2 separate regions of the Mus musculus genome follow, and region 2 is linked to region 1. The links are chromatin contacts, called in public HiChIP or PLAC-seq maps. All regions are on one chromosome and are shown on one strand. The core of a region is the stretch at or near the end of the contact, and the rest is flanking DNA. Distances in the headings are between cores, read along the strand shown. Region 1 overlaps Pdzrn3 (PDZ domain containing RING finger 3). Region 2 overlaps Gm34335 (a long non-coding RNA gene).

Region 1 (7,674 bases), core at 1,308-3,807:
CAGAGAGGGGGTTAGAGTGTACTTAGAACAGGACAGCCTTTCACCCCAGAAGGTAATTAATAGCTGACATTTTGCTTTTTTTTTTTTTTTTTTTTCTGTTTACTGCCTGAGTGTCAAATATCAAGCAGGACTCAGTGTGTTTGCTAATCCTGACAACTGGCAGTTCTCTGGGATGTCAGAATAAAGGCCGTTTCCCGGTTTCCCCTTTGCATTTCAGGGCCTTCTTGCCTCCACTTGTGTCCAGAGCATTTGCATTATGCCCCTCTGGCAGCCATGCATTTGCATTTGTGGGAGGGCAAGTGCCATCGGTGCCATCCACTCATCTTGAGTAGGGTAGATGCAGTTCCCTCTATTAGCTGTGACTTTTTAAATCAATGTTACCATGTCATTTCCTAATCAGAGCTTAATGTGGTAAACCCCTGTGTGTGGAGGCGAGCCCAGTTTATACATCTGATGCATCTCCACAGAGCAGGAATTGGAAAGGCTCTTCTAAAAAGGTGGTTGGTGTTGCTAGCTTGGAGGACAGTGGCGCTGGTGTAGTAACCTGACTGTGCTGTTGGGGGAACACCAATATGCTCCAACAGTATTGAAGCAGATGAGCACAGCTGTGTTGTAATAAAACTTGATATTTAAAAAGTAGCGCTAGTCAAACTGGCCTGCAGGTTCTTTTTCCCTAGATACTACTAGGAGGTTCTTCTGATGCATAGCACCAGCTCAGTGGCTGGGCTCTGATTTAGAGGGCAGTTTTGCTTTCAGGCTCCTTCTGGCTTGCATGCATTCCACGCTGTCACTGGCTACGCCCTCTGATAAATGCAATTGCTCTCGGAGTACTTAGGATGCCCTCTTCTTTCCTGACAATTGGAGGCTCCAGAGCCCTTGCCTAGCCTGCTATTTTGGTCTGGGGATCCTGTCCTGACAGAAAGGGAAACTGAAGGACCTCAAGGAGCTCTTTGGGGCGGCTAAGGTGGATCAATATTTCTATAAGCCATCACTGGTCTCCAGTCATCTATCAGTAACTACATGCCTTGCTCAGAGTTCATCGATAAGCCCACTCCCACTGCACCCCAGCCCCACACTGTGTACACACAGTTGAGCTGGAAGCCCTCTGTTGCTGGCGACTTGTAGTTCCTTGCAGGTCTCCAGCCTGAAGTAGGAATCATCTTTTCTGAAATCTCAGTCCTCCCAGGCGTCCCATGAAAACATTAAAGTCTAGCTCATGTGGGTGGGTAGACTTCCTGAGTATGGGGACGGCACTCTGTTTTCTTGAAAGGAGGAGAGATAACTCTTCTAATGAAAGCACTTCCCAGCCTTGTGTGGGGTGATTGCCGGCCTTCCTTCTAACCTTCCTTCCTTCTTTCCTTGTTTTGCTTTTGTTTGGTTTTATTTTTAACTTTGGGGACAGGTTCTTCCGGAGCCCAGGTTGACCTTGCTGCTCTTACCTTTCTGGAGTATCCAGGTCACAGGCATGTTCCACCACACCCAGTTCTAGAAGTTTCTGGGCATACAGTACATGTTTGCCAGCCCTTTACCAACCAAGCTATCTGCCGTCCCTGCTGTGATCATTTCTGTTGGTATCTTAGTCAGGGTTTCTATTCCTGCACAAACATCATGACCAAGAAGCAAGTTGGGGAGGAAAGGGTTTATTCGGCTTACACTTCCATACTGCTGTTCATCACCAAAGGAAGTCAGGACTGGAACTCAAGCAGGTCAGGGAGCAGGAGCTGATGCAGAGGCCATGGAGGGATGTTCTTTACTGGCTTGCTTCCCCTGGCTTGCTCAACCTGCTCTCTTATAGAACCTAAGACTGCCAGCCCAGAGATGGCACCACCCACAAGGGGCCTTTCCCCCCTTGATCACTAATTGAGAAAATGCCCCACAGCTGGATCTCATGGAGGCACTTCCCCAACTGAAGCTCCTTTCTCTGTGATAACCCCAGCCTGTGTCAAGTTGACACACAAAACCAGCCAGTACAGTATCCAATGTGTTGTCATTTGTTGACAGTTCTTCTGGTCACCACTGTCCCGTTCCTGGCGGTGACTCGTATATGCTGGGAAACAAGACACATCCGACTGTGGCTGAGTTACACACACTTTGACAGCAGGAATGTATGCTGTGATTTATGGGGGTGGTTCATACAGAGAGCAGAGATAGCTTCCTTTGCTGGTCCCCATGTGAGCTTCTGAGGCCTAGAGAGGAGTGATGTGCTATCAGAAACCACTGATGGGTCTTTATGTCGCAATGAATTGAACCAAAGCTTCTCCTTTCCCTTCTGTGAACCTTCTGGGGTGGACTTGAATCAAGCATGGAGCTGGGTTCCCACATGGCTGAGTCTCCAGCTAGCCGTTTAACCATGGGAACTTTATCAGAGCTTCCTAGAGACAATAAGCTCATTAGTTTATGGCATGGGAAGGAAGAACTCTGGACAGATAGCTCTGATTTTTTTTTTAAACTATTGAGTTTGAGAAGAGAATGACTTTGAATACCCAAACACTAGCTTTTCTTTCAGGCTTGCTTATGTGATGCAGAAGGCAGATGCTAAGTGATTCCTAAGAACCTTCCTGTGACTCACTCATATAGCCTCAACTCTCATTCACTTTCTGGAAGCCATCAATCATGCTGTCCTTTGTTTCGGTGAAGTACAAATTTACCTGGGGGCATGTTTGCTAAATATAACCCCAGTCTTCTAGTCTTCACCCTGCCCTGTCCCAACTTGGGACCATCAATGGAGGAAGGGGGTGGGGGAATACACCCTCCTGTCTTCTCAGAGTGGGAGTCAGGGCAGTGGGGTGCTAAACTCCCAAGACACTTTTCTCTTTGGTCTGAGAAGCCACCAAAGGGAAGGGTTCACTCCTGGAGCAGGGTGTGCAGGCTGCAAGGGGCAGATGAAGGCTAAGGGAGATGTCGGGAGGCTTTCCCTCTGCCTGCAGGCCCCTCACACGGGTAACTGCTCCTTTGATTGAAAAGGTATGTGACCCTCCAGAGCTGACTTCAACCAAATGGCATGGGCCTTTGAAAAATGTACTTTAGCACAGCCTCTGTAGAATGTGTTGACTTAAGGATTTCGCTCTCACTTAGAAGTGAGAATGTGACTCTAGGGGCTGCCCCCTCGCTAGAGACGTTTGCTCCGAAAGTATCCTCTGCTAATATGTTCAGGGATTTATAACAAAAACAGGGTCATTCTTAAATAAAAGGACATTGACATAAAAAGCAGTAAGGGCCGATGCTATCTGTTTATGAAGATAAGAGCTTCTTACAAAGGCAAGATTTATGGTGGGAATGCAGCATAGAGGGCTGGCGGCGGGTGATGAATCACCTTTCCCACCCCTGGCAATTGAGGAGAAGGGGGTTCAAAGACCACTTAAAAACAGGAAAAATCAGAGGCCTTCCAGAGGCATGTAGTATATGGGCACCAGTATGGTACTTTTGCAGTTGGACTAAAGGTTATGTAAACTTGCTCTCAAACTTTCTCTCGTTCAGCCATACACCCCCACCCCTGTGTTGTTGTTGTTGTTGTTGTTGTCGTCGTCCTAGAATGCATCACTTTTTAACATCATTTTGAAGAGATCAGAAAGCTAGCTCTTATCATTGCTACCACAGATACCTTCTTACTGAAGATCCGTTCCTTTCCAATGGAGCCCAGGACCTGAGCAACTACCCAGTTATCTAATGTAAAGTTAGAAATAATTGTCTTTCAAGCCCATACATTGTGACCCGCGGTGGGCGGTGGGGGGTAGGGTGGCGGTAGGGGTGCCCCTGTGATGATTGTGTGGCATATTTGATGATTGTCTTGACAGATTTCTATCCTAACATTCACCAACTCCCGTCCTGACCGTGAGCTCTGTGAGCTGGCCGGTTTTGTTAGTTCATTTGGTCTTTTTTATCTTATTCATTTGCCCCCACATTTAGTCATTTCTGCATTTAAGAGATACTAGAAGCCTTCTGGGCACCAGCCATTGTCTAAGATGCCAGCATGCAGAGAGGAGAACAGAGCTCTGACGTCATTCATACCATTTACATTAGGTAGGGGAGATCAGGCATTGAGCCAAGCCACACGTGTGTCCTCAGAGCAAGTCATTAGAAAGAGAGCGGGGGGGGGGGGGGTTGGGGGGAGGGAAGGAAGACTACAGTGGCAACATCTTCTCAGCCACTGTCAAGAGTCTGTCAAGAATCTTTGACCTCTGCCCTTCTCTGCCTCTTACCTTTAACCCTGCATACAGCTCCAGGGTGGGGTAGGTTAGGATGGGTCAGGGTAGACAAGACTGCCATCCCCATTTACAGATGTGGAAAGCAAGGCAGGGTCTTTAAGAGATAGCCAAGCTGACACCACAGGTGAATTTCTAGTTATCCAAAGCCCCTTCCTTGAACCCCTGGGAGTGTTTGTCTCTTTTGTACTGTTAATTCATTCAGCCAGGCTCCTGCCCTAGGCCAGGTAAAGTCTTGTGTCTGTGGGCTTTAGAGCTCCAAGGTACTCTGCTAATTCAGCACTAGGGAGGGAGAGAAACCTGAGTTCAGGTTCTGCCTGAAGACTCCAGACTGATAAGGATGGTACCCAGGGTTACCTGGCCACAGGGCTCAGCAGTCCAGCATCCCTAAAGTATCTTGGTGGGCATTGCTCTCTGTCCCAGTTGTGGGAATGGAGAATTTTCTTCTTGGCTAGTGATTTGTATATAATAGCTGAGCAAACATCACGCATCAGGAGCCTGTGCTATAAAAAGAGTACGGCACAAACAGGGTTTGGTGGTCAGCCAGAAAATTCCAAACTGTCTTGCTGCCTCCTGCTAGGGTGGGTATCAGATGAGTCTCCCTGGTGTCCTCAGCTTGCCGCTGGTTGGCCTCCCTTGAGGATCCAGTCACAAGGTCATGGTGGAGAGTGATTCTGCTTAACTTGGCATTAGCAGTATACATTCTCACAGTTCTGAGTGTGCCGTTCTGCGTAGGTATGGAAGTACAGCTCACTGGAGCTCCATGGATCTCAAAGACTGTGCGAATCTTCACCCAAAACTGGCTGCAATGTTTCTCATTCTGAGATACAGCATGAAACACAAGACAGCAGCGAGTATCTATTTTTGGAGCAACTAAGTCTTCTTAACAGGAAAACTAATGATTAAGTCACTTGCTGTTCATAGAACTTTGAACCTTGAATTGAAAGAGAAAGGGGCTTCTCCTGTCTGCCATCATCATGACCAGATCCATGGAGGTGGACACGTTACCAATCTGATCTGCATCTTGCCCCAGATAGTGACACTATGATGGCTAACATCTTTGGTTCCAGGGCCAGTCTTTCTTTCCTGTGATTCATTCCAGGCCGCCTCATCTCAAAGACTCTGGACTGTGAATGCCAGCTGGCAGGTGCCCCATCTCATTCCATGTAGAAAATTAAGACTTCAGCCCTCACTTTTCTCCGGTTGGCATAGGTCACTTTTTATTTTTATGGACTTATTTGGGTTTTCATTTGTTGAGTCCCATTTAATTGTATTCTGTGTGTCCCCTGAAGACATTTATTGTTTCTTTTTCTTGCTGGTGACACTCCAGGGTGATAAGTTAAGAGGATTTACTTTAGCTCACAGTCAAGCAAGCTGAAGGTTGAGGGAGCTTATGTCTTGATGTCCTTTTTCTTAGTAGAGTCCCGAAGGTGACACAGGGCATCACAGGAGACAGGTTATGCATCTGTATACATGCTTGCAAATTTTATGTGCTCTCTCTCTCTCTCTCTCTCTCTCTCTCTCTCTCTCTCTCTCTCTCTCTCTCTCCTGTGTCATTCATTCAAAGACAGAGGTAGGTTCCATGCTGATGGTGCTATTGGGTCCTAATCAACTCTCCAAGATGATTGTTTAGTTGTTAAATCACCCTTTAGACACCATAGTTGAATATGGTTCACCTCGGTACTCAACTATGAGTACCAAGAGAAGGGCATGTCTAGTTTACCATGGGATTCCTTGGGTGATGTTCTGGTTACAGCCAGATGAGAGCAGAGCATGAATGTGTTCCCTGAAGCCAAGAGTGCTTCCTCTGCCTTCTCTCTGCCTGGACCTCAGCTCCTGTCTTACCACAAACGGAGACATGGATCACACCATGGGCTCAGCTTAATCCTTATGGAAACAAGAGAGCAGCTGAAGTCCTCAAGGTCAAGCTATCCACTGAATACCTGTGTTCAAAGGCAGGCAGCACAGCCAGGGAAGGCTTTGAGCTGTGAGAGTTGTACCCAAACACATTGTCATACCCAAGCCAGGTTTATGCCTCACCATGTGCAGACGTCTGCGAATAATGTTTAGCAGATGCCTTAGACTAGCTCTGGGGACTTTTCTGTCTCTGGTGGACTTTGAATTAGAAGCAGTTCCAATGCCTGTCCTCCTCAAGTGGAATCGATAAAATCTGTTAATCATCAGTTTTGCTGTAAACCTTGAGAAACTTTTAAACTTTGGGAAGGCAGGCCTTGGATTTGAACTTTCTAATAATTAGACATGGCATTTATATACAGATCCTTTTTTTAGTTGCTAATTTTTAAATCTTTATTGTATCCATATAGACTTTGAGAGTCCTGTCTGTAAATCCCATTCCATCAGACTGCAGTCTGACACCTGTGAGGAAGTATCCAGGTGAGCTGTGAAAAGCTGCTTTCTAGGTGACAGATGTCCACATTCTTCAAAGCCCCACATTCTTAATCTTGTTCCTTGGTTAACCAGAAAAATCCAGTTCTAGGTGACCTTTGTACAAGCCATGTCTAATAAGCAACTGGAGTTTTTTTTTCTTTTATTTTCCCACTGGTCCAATTATATTAGTTATTTTCAGCTACAAGTGAAAGATTTAGATCCAGACAGCTTATTCATGCTATCTTGGGCACAAGGACTAACTCACTCCCAGGACAGGGAATTGAATGCGTCAATGCTTTCACCAAGGATCTGTGGTCTTTGTCGTCATGGTTAGCCTGTGAGAATGTCTCGCAGCCACAATATGGTTCAAGCATTCCACCTAGACACAGAAAAGGGATCTTTTCTGTTATCTCCAACAAGGCAACATTTCCTAAACTGTATAAATATAAAGGAAACATTTGCTTTTAAAAGAAGCCCTAGGTGGTTTGTGGGCCAGAACATGTCATAACTGTGCCCATTATTTTCTGTGATTAGGTTGAGGCAATTGGGCTTTATTCCCTGACTCTGATGGTGAATAAGATATGGTTTGGAATGGAGAAATGGGTCAGCAGTTAAAAGCAGTAATGCTATTCCACATGCTCCAGATTTAGTACCTAGCACCCATGTCACAACTCAAAAGCTAGCTGCAACTCCATTTTAGGGAATCCAAGGCCTACTTCTGGCTTCCTCAAGCATCAGACAGATATGTGGTGATATCTGCATATATATAGGCAAACACTCATACACAAAAATTAAAATATAAAACATATAGATAATATATATGAACTAATGCATTATTAATAGAACAAGTTAACATAATTATTTAATTTATTTACATGTGGTTTGTAACATCAAAGATAAGGAGAGAAACAAGGAACAATTGGCCATTGTTCCTGGATTTATCCCTCTGGGATCTCCCATCATGTCAGTGACATTTTGCCTATAGATAATGAGTGTTTTCTAAGATTGTGACATGCTGATGGTTCTTTTGAGGGAGAGTACCCACCATAAACACAGATCCTGCCCCCACTCCCACCCCCACTCC
Region 2 (7,674 bases), core at 3,646-6,145, 200 kb before region 1:
AGAGATTTGTTTCCATGGTGATTCTAAATCTTTTGAAGTTGACATCATGAAAAGCTAGGCCTTCCAACAAATCTCTTCATCTTTAGAATAAGCATAGATGAGGTTGTTTGTGACCACTGGAAACTAAAAGCAGTCTTCAAATGCTCACCAACTCTGAAGGCTACATCTGTGTCCCTGATCCTGCAAGGGAATGTAAGTGAGTAAGCTACACATGAAATATGGGAATCCCACATTTAGTATTTTGTAGAAGTACAGAAGCAGGAAATTCATCCTATTCCTTTTGTTCCAAGTTCAGATCAAGCACAAGTACAGGTTAACCTCAGCTTGTTCATGTGTAAAAATAGACCTAAGACTTCTTATTCCAGGAGTTTTCCTTGGGGCTTCTAAAAACATTGTTCTTTCTACCCATAATCCTTTGCCATGTCCCCTTCCCTCTGATTTCTTAACTTGGATAATACCTATTCTTCTTAGAGATACACAGGCTACTGTCTCAACACTTGCGGTGACAGTCATGTGTTAGCCATCCCACATCTCTGTCCTCTTTATGTCATGCCAGGTGTCATCCCAGTTATAAAATAGGAAGTTATGTGGACTGAATGAAAAGAAAATATTAAAGGACTATGGAAAGATACAACATACCATGGAAGTCTGGAGAAAACATCACAAAAAAATACATAAAATCCTGATTTTGAGAGATTTGGGTAAGAAATGTGTTACTGCTACACCCACATCCATTATCAGAAAAACAACATGCCTAGTCACATCTGTGAGGTTTTGCAGTATAGAAAATCAAGCCCTGACTATCCAAAATGCCCTGGGGAAGTACAGAAAACCATGGTTTGATCCATTGTTTCTTTACCTTCCTTTCCCAAGGCACAGCAGCATCTACGAGGTGAGGAATCCTATCTCAACATTGTTTCTTCTTTACACTTAGCACAATGTCTGACACACAGCAGTAAATTTTGTAAATATTGTTGACCAAATGAATACCTAATGAGATGTAAAGTGTTTGACATAGCTCCTGTGTTTCAGAACACACAAGAGGGGAAAAAAATGTGTTCTTTAATGCCAAGGGCTATATCACATGCTCTTTGGTGTCCTTAATAGTATATCAGGTGGTTAGTATATGTGCAGCAGTGTTACTTAAATGATTAGTTGAATCCATGAATTAGTGAGCATGGATCAATTTAATGCAACTCTAGGAGGTTACATACAAGGGACATCTTTTTAACAAATGGCTGAGTAGATGATGGGAGGTCAATTGATGATCCAGAGAGGCAGCTGAACCCTACCGGGAGGGGAGTGTGATGGTTGATATTGATTGACAGCTTGAGAGGATCTAGAACCACCTAGGAGATAAACCTCTGGGTTTGTTTGTGAAGGAGTTTCTAGATACGGCGTTCTAGATGCTTGAAGACCTATGGGCTGGGGTCCTGAACTGAATAAAAAAGAGAAAGCAAATTAAGCTGCAGCAGTCAACATTCTGGTTTGTGGCCGCAGAAATGTGTAACCAGCTACCTGGCACTCCTGCCCAAATTCACTTCCTGTCATGATGCACTGCATCCTCAAATTATGAGCTAGGATCAACCCAATCTTCCTTTAGTTGTTTTCAAAGGTTATTTTGTTTTAGCAAAGAAAAAGGCGACTAATGCAAGGAGCATTAAAACATGTGATGGACATTGATGATTTGGGCATGGGTTGCCTACCACCCATTTTTTCATTGAAATTTATTTATATACACGTCAAAAACAAATGCTTCTTTCTTCTCCTCATTCACTTCTCCACATTGATACCTCTTTCTTTTCATCCAGCAGCTTGATCATGTGGAGATACCCAAAACCCCCATGTGATTCTCATCTTAAAGCACTATATAAATCTACAACCTTCTATATAGAGAGCCCTACTTATGAAAGCTCAAAATCTCTCATCTCTTTGGCTATTTCTGATTACTCAAGATGTCAACCCAGCTTCTGAATTCTGATAAACAGCACTGATTAGTCTACCAAGATTTTTCATTCAAATGAAATTATCGGGCTCTATAAAATTATAATAGCTCTTTGGCCCGGCCCTGTGGCTTCAGGTATAGTGTTAAGAAAGATTCAAAAATGGGTTTGATTCAATAAGTCAGCAACTGTACAAAGCCTGATCAGTGTCCACAAAGATGCACAGTTCCATCATTGACACAGAATGACAGCCCTTTGTTAGGGAACACTTGTCATGAATCAGCTAAATGAATCTAGCTAAATGAGAATTTGAAAACACCCAGATGGCTATATTTATTGGTACAAAGATGGAAATTCTGAAGCGTGGTAATGTTCTCCTCTCCAAAGTAGAGTAATTTTAGAATTACTCTTAATATGCAACTTTAAATCATGCGAATTAGAACAATGAGCCACAGCATCAGAAATCCTGGTTCACTGCAGATAAATACCAGGAGGTGGCAGCATCTCCTTCGCCGTGTGATTCTGAACTTTGAGGCCATCAGCATCTGAAAGTTAACAATCTCACATAGCAGAGCAGCTGCCCAATTTGTTGGCTATTGTAATCTTTCTTTTATGATACACTCTTTCTCTTTTAAAAGAGATCCATTTAGCCAATATAGCCTTTAAATATGTGCACAATACTAATGATCTGTAAGCGGTGTGCCAACTCCCCCACGCCCTCCTATTTCCTTTCTGTTGGCTTTTATATGAGCAAGCCTTTGCATGTCTAATTGTATGGAGACAATTAGCTGACTATAAAATGCTGCCCCTCCCCCCAGTAACTTGCATGCGCAACTACTTACATAAGAATTCACTCACATATACTGAAGTCCTGCAGTAAAATAACAGGACCGAGGATTTATCTGAAACATCCCACATCCTGGTCCCTAAACACAACACCACATAACCATGTTACACTGTCAGATGATTTCATTTTGCTTTCTACCTGTTTTTTATATAAAGATGAAATGGCTGAAGTTACTACTGTCTTTCTGGTAGCATTATTATCAGACATAAATCCAGCAGTGAATGAAGTCAATATTAACTGAGTCTCAAATGAGGGGGCAGCAAATACATGCTAGGCACTGCTAATCATAGGTGGTAATGCCTCAAGGAGGGTCCAGTCTCAGGCTGTGCTCCTCAGTATAGGAATCACAAGCCTTCTAAGCTTTGGGAGTTGACAATTAGCATTAAAGTAAAATTTAAAAAAATCCATTCCTTGGGTACAATGGCCACACTTCAAGTGTTCAATCACAACCAAATGTCTCTAGTGGTAGCCGTATTAGAAACACAGATGTAGGAACTTCTACCATGACTGAGTTCTATTGAACAAGGTTGATCAGAAGGACCATCCAATTCATGGGAGTCAGTGATTAGTTTAGAATGTACTGTTAGACTGATATATGCAGGGGAGCGAGCGGGTAGGCTAGGGAGATGTCTCATTGGATAAAGTGCTTGCTTATACAAGTGTGAGGATCTGAGTTCAGATCCCCAGAACCTATGTAAAAGGCGAGCAGTACAGCAACTGTCTTTAATCCCAGACTTGGAAGCCAAAGACAGAAGATCCCTGGGACAAGGTGGCTAGCCAAACTAACCGGAATTGATAGATAAAGGCTCGTTAAGAGACCCTGTCTTGATTAATAAAGGGAGGACTGATTAAAGACAATACTCAGTGTCAAACCTAGGGCTCACCCACAGACATGCTCCTACATACATGCCAAAATGCATATATATACCCTATAAGCACATTCCACACACATGAAAACAAAACAAAACATAGGTAACATAAGAAGAGTGACAAACTCTTTGCAACAGCATTGAAGAAAATAATATACATATAGATAGATGAATATATGTGTGTGTATATATATATATATATATGTGTGTGTATGTATATATATGTATGTATATATATATATATATATATATATATATATATATATCTTCAATTAAGGAAGTTTTGAAGTTCCCCAGTATCCTGAAGCAAAGGTAAAGTCTGTGGAAAGATGCATCATCGACATGATTGAGAAAGACGAAAGGCCACAAGACGGTCAATGCCTGTGAGCTTCTCTGTATTATGGAAAGATAAAAACTGAGTGGCAAGAGAGTTTGTCAGGAAAAGAACAGGGGACTGTGAGGCAGCATCACTATGTCACTGTTTTGAGCACTGAATGTGTTAGCTCTTCTTATTCAAACAGAATGAAGGAATTAATAGTGGCCCCTTTATTCTGGGCACAGAAACAAGGAGCAGAGCGACTCACTCTTTCCACAACAGTGTCTGAGTGGAAAATGAAACCTAGTTTTCTTCGGTCTTGCTCAGAACCTCCCAGAACAAGACTGCTTTCCCTGACACATACCACACAGGACTAACAGGAGACAGCCCACTGGCCGTGTCACCAATAACATAGCTGGCCCTGTCACACCCTTATCTATCCCACTCCCTACTGAGGCGTTCCTCCCAAATGAGGGGGCAGCAAATGCTTTCTGCCAAAGTTAAAGCATATTCAAGCCGGCTTTGAACCCGCCTCCAACTTTCTGTGGTTACAGTTCATCGTCTGCTGGCAAAATGGGACTTCCTGGTTCTAAGATTAAAAAGACTTGGGAAGAAAAGGGAGAAAAGTGAACGACTTACATGACATCAATTGACTCTTGCAAAACAAAACCCTGGTGGGCAGAGCATCCCAATTATCCCAATTACATTTCTGAGAAGTGTACACACTTCCAAAGGTTTCAATAGAACAGGCTTAGAGGGAATATGTTTGGGGTCTCAAGACCTTTAAAAAGAGTTAGAGGCCAAACACAGCACATAGTGAGGACTATAAAGATTTTTTTTTTGGTAAGGATGAGAACGTCAGGCAAGAAGCGCTGTTGTAATCCCGTGTTCCAAGAATTGCTGGTCTTTCATAAGAGCGGAGGTAGGGATAGTGGGGGAGGGTGCAGGCTGAGCTCATCTTGTGGTTTTATTTAAACTGGAGTAGAGAGAATCAGCTTTGCTTTTTATTTCCATACAAATGCTCAAGGGGCCAGAATCCTCTCACATTCCTAACTCAGATCATTTTAGCAGTAATCGTTCTGAAATAAAAAATGCACCAAAGATGCAAGTTACTTCCTGGTAAAGAGTTACCAAGAGAGACCAAAGGAGCACATAGCAGGCTCCAACAACCTAGGGTTCAGAGCCTCCTTTTCCTCCCAGATGGCCAATTATTATTCATGTGACAACACCTCATACAATTTGATAGAGGAGAGCCCCAGTCAGGCCAAATGCTCACCTGCTTGGGACTCCATCTTTCTTTGTCATCTTGATTAGAAACTTGGGGGAAGGGAGTTGGCCTCTAGGGCACAGGGCAAATTTTCTTTAATAATGGCTAAAAGAAAAGGAGGGTGTAGCTGGGCATCCTGCCACGTGCTGCTGTGACTTAGCTTGGCACCTTGGTCATGTTGCCTGACAAATTTTAAGCTCCATTTCCTCATTAGTAAAACTGGGAAATCCCATAATATTTCCCAGTGTCTATGAGGATCAATTTGAGATTGCATGAGCTGTAGCCTTTGTGTACCTAGCGAAAGACTTGACATACAAAGGAAAGGTCTGGTTAATGAGGGCCGTGGTGTTTGTTACTGCAGGTCTAACACAAACTGACTAGTATATTGCAGAGCTGGGAAAAATGACTAGTCTCACAGATGAAATCATTTTCAAGTTCCTATTGTCTATCCCATCTTCATTAAGAAAAGAAAATTGGTGAAGACACCTGAGCTCAGCTCTTTATGGAATATTTAAATATACTATACACTATTAATAATTGGCTTGGTCTCTAGAACTCAGTCATCATTTGTAACTGAATATTATACCCATTGAATAAAAACTCCTCTCCCTCAGCATCCACAACCACCAATTCTGCTCTCTGTTTCTTTGTGTTTGACTATTCCAGATGTCTCACACAAATGGGTGCTAACCAACTTTTTAAATGTAGCATAGTATCCAACACTTCATTGATATTAGTCCATGTGGGAAATGTTTCTTCTCGTTAAGAACAGAATAATATTCTATTATGTCATATTACACATCTTATTTATCAATTCTCCTTTGGGTGGGCATTCAGTTGATTTCTTCATTACCATGGCTTTTGTGAAGGATACATTGATGATCAATAAGAATAATGATTTGACTTTTGATATCTTATTTTGTATTATTTGGGAAAATCCTCAGGAGAAGTGTTGTTAGATTAAATAACCATAACATTGTTCTATATGCTTTTCCATGGTAGGAGATTAATATTACACTCTACCACACATTTCTCCACATCCTTACCAATCCTTATTATCTTTTGTTTTGCCTGTTGTTTGTTTTAAAACCATCCTAACAGATTTAAAACAGTATCACCCTGGAGAGTTGTGAGTGTCTCTTCACAGAACTGGTAGCATTTTCTGTAACCTTGTTGGAGAAAGGTCTGCTCAAATCCTTTGCGTATTTTAAATTAGTTTGAGTTTCTGTCTGATTCTTTGTTTGGCTCTGTTATATTGTTTTGGTTTGGTTTTTTAGTTTGGTTTTTGAGACAGGGTTTCCCTGTGTAGCCCTGGCTGTCCTGGAACTAGCTCTGCAGACCAGGCTGGCCTTGAATTCAGAGATTCTCCTGCCCCTGCTTTACCAGTGCTGGGATTAAAGGTGTGTGTCACCACCAACCAGGCCAGGTCTGTCTTTTTCTTTCACAATTAAATCAAACAAGTTCTTGGGCTGTTTTGGATAGTATTCCTTATTTTTCAAGTTGTTTGTGACTGAGTGTGTGATGAGAAATGAACTAAGAAAAGGATGGTTATATTGGCTCATGTCTGAGAGGATGCACACCATAATGGTGGTGAGGGCATGGCAGTGGAGTGCTCTGTAACAGTGCGAGCACTGGCAACTGCTTGCTCATGTCAGCAAGGCAAGTGAAACTGTAATTTTCAATTGGCGTTCCCTTCTTCCTCTTAGGTTCAGTCTGGGCCCTCGCACCTGGACATGGTGCCATCTACCTTGAGGGTGGGCCTTTCCGTTTGGGGTAAACCTCTCTGGAAACAGCCTTATAGACACACCTAGAGGTGTGTCTCCTATATGATTCTAAATCCAGCCAAGTTACTAATGATTAATGCTCTTAGCTCCCTTGACTCACAGTATGAGATACTCTATGGGTTGGCTTCCTTTTCACTCTTAGTTGTATCCTTTGCTATGCTGATGTTTTTTAGTTTGATGTATCCCAATTGCCTATTTTTGCTTTCATTGCCTGTGCTGTTTCAGTAATATGAAGAAATCATTGCCAAGGCTTGTATGGGAAGTCTTCTCACTTTTCTTGTGGGAGTTTCATAGTTTCAAATCTTACTTATATGTGTTAATCCATATTGTGGTGTGTGTGTGTTTGTGTGTGATAAAATAGGGTCAACTAGTGTTGGCTTTTTTTGCATGTGGATATCCACTTTTACTAACACCACTTGTTAACATTATCCAGCCCTAAATTTAATTTCTAACTACCTAGGAACATTGGAAGCAAAGTAAATCTATCATTGATATTAACTTCAGTGCTGACAAAATCTGGCCTATAACTTCTTGTTAATTTAGAGTCATTAATCACAACCTCAAACTAAGTCTCAACCTGTATCACCTCGGGGGGATCATTCCAGGCCATGCTTGTGTTATTTATCAAGGAATGAAGCACTTCCTCTC

Evidence for each region. HiChIP or PLAC-seq counts read pairs in DNA pulled down with a chosen protein or histone mark.
Region 2: an H3K27ac HiChIP or PLAC-seq map of embryonic stem cells shows a contact between it and region 1, with 5 read pairs. The contact joins two enhancer-like sites. A contact is called at or near these places in 5 of 39 promoter capture datasets (the 3T3-L1 cell line, cranial neural crest, embryonic stem cells and 1 more), 2 of 484 Hi-C or Micro-C datasets (cortical neurons and myocytes) and 2 of 115 datasets of contacts at active chromatin or transcription factors (cardiomyocytes and embryonic stem cells).

Annotation. Positions count from the first base shown.
Region 1 is chr6:101,325,039-101,332,712 of GRCm38.p6, reverse strand. The region is part of intron 3 of Pdzrn3 (PDZ domain containing RING finger 3); the gene reads left to right. Among named protein-coding and RNA genes, the nearest start is that of Pdzrn3, 49 kb to the left of the region's middle. Within about 2 kb of position 2,557, at least 61 of the 459 cell types and tissues checked have an H3K27ac peak or open chromatin away from gene starts, as enhancers often do.
Region 2 is chr6:101,529,347-101,537,020 of GRCm38.p6, reverse strand. The region is part of intron 1 of Gm34335 (a long non-coding RNA gene); the gene reads right to left. Among named protein-coding and RNA genes, the nearest start is that of Gm34335, 14 kb to the right of the region's middle. Within about 2 kb of position 4,895, at least 82 of the 459 cell types and tissues checked have an H3K27ac peak or open chromatin away from gene starts, as enhancers often do.